2 separate regions of the Zea mays genome follow, and region 2 is linked to region 1. A link is a contact called in public Hi-C data. All regions are on one chromosome and are shown on one strand. Each heading gives the region's core, a stretch centred on a gene start, on an enhancer-like site or on the middle of the called end of the contact. The rest is flanking DNA. Distances are from core to core; before and after follow the strand shown.

The links. A called contact is a pair of places that touch in the nucleus more often than the background predicts.
Region 2: a Hi-C map of ear shows a contact between it and region 1, with 2.5 times the contacts expected there. The contact joins the promoter of LOC100284631 here to the promoter of LOC109940910 in region 1. A contact is called at or near these places in 3 of 25 Hi-C or Micro-C datasets (ear, leaf and tassel).

The regions. Positions count from the first base shown.
Region 1 is chr7:132,608,539-132,611,370 of Zm-B73-REFERENCE-NAM-5.0, forward strand. LOC109940910 (rho GTPase-activating protein 7) reads left to right here and starts at 1,415. Exons shown (of 7, transcript XM_020541276.1): 1 at 1,415-1,838; 2 at 2,340-2,462; 3 at 2,542-2,658; 4 at 2,764-2,832. The coding sequence starts at 1,752.
Region 2 is chr7:132,918,907-132,921,738 of Zm-B73-REFERENCE-NAM-5.0, forward strand. It overlaps LOC100284631, which reads left to right and starts at 1,378. Exons shown (of 2, transcript NM_001157526.2): 1 at 1,378-1,717; 2 at 1,831-2,539. The coding sequence starts at 1,532. The coding sequence ends at 2,328. It overlaps LOC100283312 (carbonic anhydrase), which reads right to left. Exons shown (of 8, transcript NM_001412487.1): 8 at 2,447-2,832.

The sequences.
Region 1 (2,832 bases), core at 165-2,664:
CTAGCAGTCATGAACGAGCGGAAGGCGATCGAAGATGTACGTACCATCACGCATCCGTCCCCGAAAGCTGGATGACTCGATGAGCCAGCCCCTCCTGAGGTCCCCCGTCCCCGGCCGGCCTCCGGGCTCAAGACGCCTAGTGTAATTAGCTGCGCGGCACGGGCCCATCCACCGGCCTCTCTGGACGACAGGTGCCTGGGTCCCGCTGGGCCCAGACGGTAGAAAAGCGAAATTGATCCGCGGACAGTGTTGCGTCGGCCTGACAAATCCTATCACCGGTAGAAAAAGAAGCGATCAGTGGACCATGGCTGCAGCTGTTTGCGTAGTTGCTACAGTATTTAGGCCGTGTCAGTAGAGTTTTGCAATGGTAACAAATAAATTTAGATATATATATAATTAATCTTAGAGCTGTTTCACTGTGAATCTATAAAAAAAACTATATATTTGGTTAATGTAGTAGCTCTCGAGTCATACGTAAGCATTTTCATTGGTATGGCCTTTGTCTATTGTCTTTGGGTAGAGTCCACATATCGATGTATGTCATCATTCTTTCTCCTCAGCCGATACGGAAAACTAAACATGGGACGAGGCTCGGAGGCTGCCTGAAGGGTTCACGACTTCACGGCTATGGCCAAGGGTAGTCCGCCGCTGGATATTTCAATTATCTGTCACTATACTAGATGTCTAGACGTGAGTAGGGATGAAAAAATGGACGGAATCGTTAGGAAAAAACATATCTCTCATTTTCATTTTTATATTTTATTTCAGAAACAATTAACTCTAATAATATTGTAGAAATTTTCATGGTTAACTGTGATTATACTCTTCTTTTACCTTATATTTGTGATTTTACCCTAATTTTTTATTTTTTAATTACTAGTTCTGATTTTCACTAACGTTGTTATGGGGAGGGGCACAGCGGCTTCGTTTTTAAAATGGAGAGGTTGAACTACAAAGTTAAAAAATAAGGGATAAAGTCACAATTACAAGGTAGAAAGGTATAATCATAATTACCCCTTATTATATTTAGATATCTAATTAAAGATATGTCAGGCATTATTTTTTTCACTAACAAAATTTTCTGTTTTTACCAACTAAAAAGGACATGGAAAGGTTCTTGAATTTGCCGGTCCTTCGAGAAACGTAAAATCTTAACAAAGGTGGTAAAAAATTATGGTTATTACTAGAGGTAAACGATGTTTGTTGGATTTAATCTCTATTACATTCAAACTTTTTGGTTCCACGGTTTCTACCGTTATCGTGTTCTCTATGTATTTTTATGTTTTATTTTTTACATTTAAGTATAAATAGAGACCGTAAATAGGCACTTCGCTAGTTGAAGTTGAAGGCGAAAGGGTGACTGCCATTTCATGTTACCACAACTCGCCGTATATATACAACGGCACCGCCGCCGGCCGCGATAGCTACAACTACAACCCGAGACCAATTCCGCCATACTACCCAAGGAAACCTGCGCACCGCCATCACCGCCGCCGCAGCCTCTGTTCCCACAGACGCCTCTCTCCTACTCCCAACCCCAATCAAACGCACCGCTGAATCGCCTGCAGTAGCTGGAGCGCACCTTGGTGCGATCCTACCACACCTCTGAGCTCACGAGGAATCTTTAATGGCGTCGGAGTGGCATCGCCAGCCATAGCAGCCTGGCTGGCTGAGGTGCAGGCTGCCAGGCTGCCGAGGCGATCACTTGCCAACCCTCTGCTCTCCTTTTCTAGGCGCACTGTCTTGCTTTGATGCATACGGCACCACAGATGAATGCCCGGTCTCGGAGGCCGGCGGCGGCGCGCGGTGCGAAAGCGCCCCCGAAGAGCGACAGCAGAGTACGTGCTTCTTCAATCTCTCCGATTTTTTTTTTTGCATGCTGTTTGTAGAGGAATTGGATACATTTCGTTGAGTTGAGCGTCAAGCAGGTGACATTGTGCGGTGATTTCTCGGTTTGCGCCACCAATTTCCGTGTTCCTCGATCGCCAGCAATTTGTTGCGGTATCCATATTTTGTACGACGAAGTAATTAATGTGGCAAGAGTACGACGATGAACTCATGAGCAGTGCCATCTAGTGTTCTTGCGAGCAAAGAATGGTCGATGACCTGGTGGCGTCTATGACAAGATCTCGACGCGGGTTCTTTGGCCTCAGGGCTCTGCCATTTCTGAGAGCTACTCGCACTGACTCCCCCAGCCCCATATTTTCCTTTAGTTTCCCTTTGAGCCTTATCTTTCAGAGCGGAGCAGAGGAATCTGTGCTTTGCTTCCGTTAGTAACCTTTCTCTCTCAGCTCAATGAGGCATCTCTTTTCTCCTTCAATGATGGTTTTTGTGTTCAGGTGACGGAGACGGATCCGAGGAAGACCGTGACGCCGGTGAAGGGATCGGGCAACGCCGGTACCAGGGGCACCATGAACAGGATCCAGTCGAGGAGAGAGCGAAAGCTCGCGCTACAGCAAGATGTCGTTGAACTTCGATTTGTCGGATTCAGTTGCTTCCTGTAGCTCGTTCTGACGCTTGCTTGACGGCGCTGAATTCCAGGTGGATAAGCTGAAGAAGAAGCTGCGGCACGAGGAGAACGTCCACCGTGCGCTGGAGCGGGCGTTCACGCGGCCGCTCGGCGCCCTACCTCGCCTGCCGCCGTACCTGCCGTCTCAGGTTAGCGGCACCTCAACCGCATCCTGTTCTACTAGATTACTCGTCACGCTCCGAGCTGTGCCTTGGATTGCGCTGAATCCCCTTGCTCGTAATTGTGCTGCGAAGACGCTAGCCCTTCTCGCGGAGGTGGCGGTGCTGGAGGAGGAGGTCGTCCGGCTAGAGGAGCAGGTGGTG
Region 2 (2,832 bases), core at 128-2,627, 310 kb after region 1:
TACGGGTTCAATCCGGAAAAAAATGGGATCCCGCAAAAACGGACGGAATAAGCCCTCTCCCGTTTCCGTCCCGTTTCCATATTTTTCCGTAAATACGGAAACGGTCGGGTCAAATGTAGAAAACGGTACGGGTCGGTACGGGATTTTTTCCGTCCGTTTTCAACCCTAGAAGGGATCGAAGGCCAGGCGTCCGTGTCCCCCCTCCTCACGCACGTACGTGCAGGTCCATGCCAGCTTCCACGCATGATGCCCGCCCGTCGCCCGACGATGCCCGGACCCCGGCAAAGGCCACCGGAGAGACGTGAGGCCACGCTGTGCATATCATGACGGGGTTCGGTGGTTGCACCGGCGTCGGCGTGGTGTGGTAACCAAACTTTTCACCTCACGTTTTGTTACTCGATCGGCTGGCTCGCCCGGCCGCTCGCTTTCTGTAAAACCTAAAAAGCGGGGGCGCGCGCTCGTTGTTTGGAGTGGTCATCTCTTGTCGTCCACACCTCATCGCTTTTTTGTGTGTGTTGATCGTTTTGCCGGCCAGGGTGAAAAAGCTGGGCTCGACATTTTACTGTGGGTCCTGGGAAGCAACGACAAGAGCGTTCGAGGAGTTTTGACCACTGTTGGGGGGGATTTACGACGCCAAAGGCCAAGGCAGTGTGCTGCTCGCTCTTGGACGGGGGCCCGTTTTCCTGCAGCAGTACTTGGGCGTTCGCAGCGCACGCAAGCCAGGCCAGCAGAACAGTAGCCACTGATCGGTAGGTCATCTGCGATAGCCAAAACAGATACTTTTATTAAAACTCAGTAAGCTCGAGAAGTTCTTGATGCGTCGGCAAGTGGTAACTTGTCTGTGCCGTACGAATGGATGGACAGACGGCAAATAACAGGAAAGAATAAAGATGCATAGGACCGAACGTGCAGGTTAGGGTAAGTAGTAGTACACTGGTACGTCTGCCCCCCATAACCGACACTTTATCAGAAGACGGTTAAGGAAAAGCAAAGCAGCAACCGTCGCGGTGCAGCGCCGTGTCGGCCGACGCTTCTTCTTCTTTTTTCACTGCGCTGCCTCCGGCAAACCACGCCTCAGAGTTCAGATCACCCCCAGTCGTTTGCTCGCCTCGGCGACAGACGTGAAGCCGCTGCCGGTGCCGGGTACCGCGCCGGCCGATCGCCTTTCGTCCAGCGAGAGAAAAAAAAGTCGTCAAACCGACGGAGACCGCATGCAACTTTTCTCCTCCCGACCCGACCGCGCCGCAGACCGATGCGCCAACACAGCCGCTTGCCGGCCGCTCCCGTGTGCCTGCGCCGCGGCTCGCAGTCGCACCCAGGCCGTGTCGGCAGCCGCGGGCCTCCTTATTTAACAGATCGATCCATCCATCCCCACCCGCAAACGGCAGCCAGACCCAGACCGACGTGTGTGAGCTAGCTTGTTGCCGTGTTCGCACGTAGGACTCGAGCCACCGGCTTCCCGCCTCCTTTTCCTTTTCAAAACAAAAAACAAACAAAACTGCTCAGGCTCGCTCGAGCAACACGTACGATGATGGTTCCTGTCGGGAGTGATGACGAAACAGCGGATGTGGCGATGGACAGGGAGTCCTCACCGCCGGCAGCGACGACGCGGAGCGGTGGGACGAGCAGAAGCCACAGCGAGGCGGAGCGGAAGCGGCGGCAGCGCATCAACGCCCACCTCGCCACGCTGCGCACGCTCCTCCCTGCCGCGTCGCGGGTAAGACCAACCGGCGTCCTTGCTCTCCACTCTCCAGAGCCAACGCAAGCGGCATGCATGCGCCGCGGGTAACGATCGAAACACGGTCACGTACGTGTGCGCGAACCATGCAGATGGACAAGGCGGCGCTGCTCGGGGAGGTAGTGCGGCACGTGCGGGAGCTGCGGGGCGAGGCGGACGCGGCGGCGGCGGGCGCGGCCGTGGCCGTCCCAGGGGAAGGCGACGAGGTCGGCGTCGAGGAGGGCCAGCAGCGCTGCTTCTGCCACCACGGCGGCGGGGAGAGGGAGAGGGCGGCCGCCGCCAGCGCCAGGCGCGTCAGGGCGTGGGTGTGCTGCGCCGACCGCCCGGGGCTCATGTCCGAGCTGGGCCGCGCCGTGCGCTCCGTCAGCGCCAGGGCCGTGCGCGCCGAGATAGCCACCGTCGGTGGGCGGACGCGGAGCGTCCTGGAGCTGGACGTCGGCGGGCAGCACAACGGCGACGACGCGGGCACGTCGTCGCGCCCAGCGCTGCAGGCGGCGCTCCGGGCCGTGCTGCTCAGCCGGGAGGACATGCTCGGCGCCGAGTGCTGCTACAAGAGGCAGCGCTTCTCGGCGCACCTCGCCAGGGTTTAGTAGGACAGTGGGCAGTGGCGCTGTCGAAGCGGGTGACTGATTGGAGACAGAAGGGAAAGGGAAGGACTCTGGCATGTGTGCTACGGTGCTACTCATACCTTTTTACATGTGAGAATATCACGGAATTTCCATTGCCGACCCTTCCATTCCAAACAAACAACATTGTCACCAAGCAAATTTGACGAGACCGTATATATCTCAGTTATAATGATACAACAAATGGTACAAATGTTACAATAGCAAGGTAATGCCAAATGTGGCGACAATTACACGCATTACGACCGATCCTGCAGCTTATTCCTATTTTTTTCTTAATAGTTTCAACCGGAAAACAGCACACATATTACAGATAGTTGGATAAAATTCACTTTGCCCCCGGCAGTTCCACAGACTTTCACCTTGCAACCATATTGTCCATCGCGCGTTGCACCTCACTCCATTGTGGTATTGTGCTTCTACAGTATCAAAAAGTTCCTGTATCAAATAACTGCTACGATGCAGACG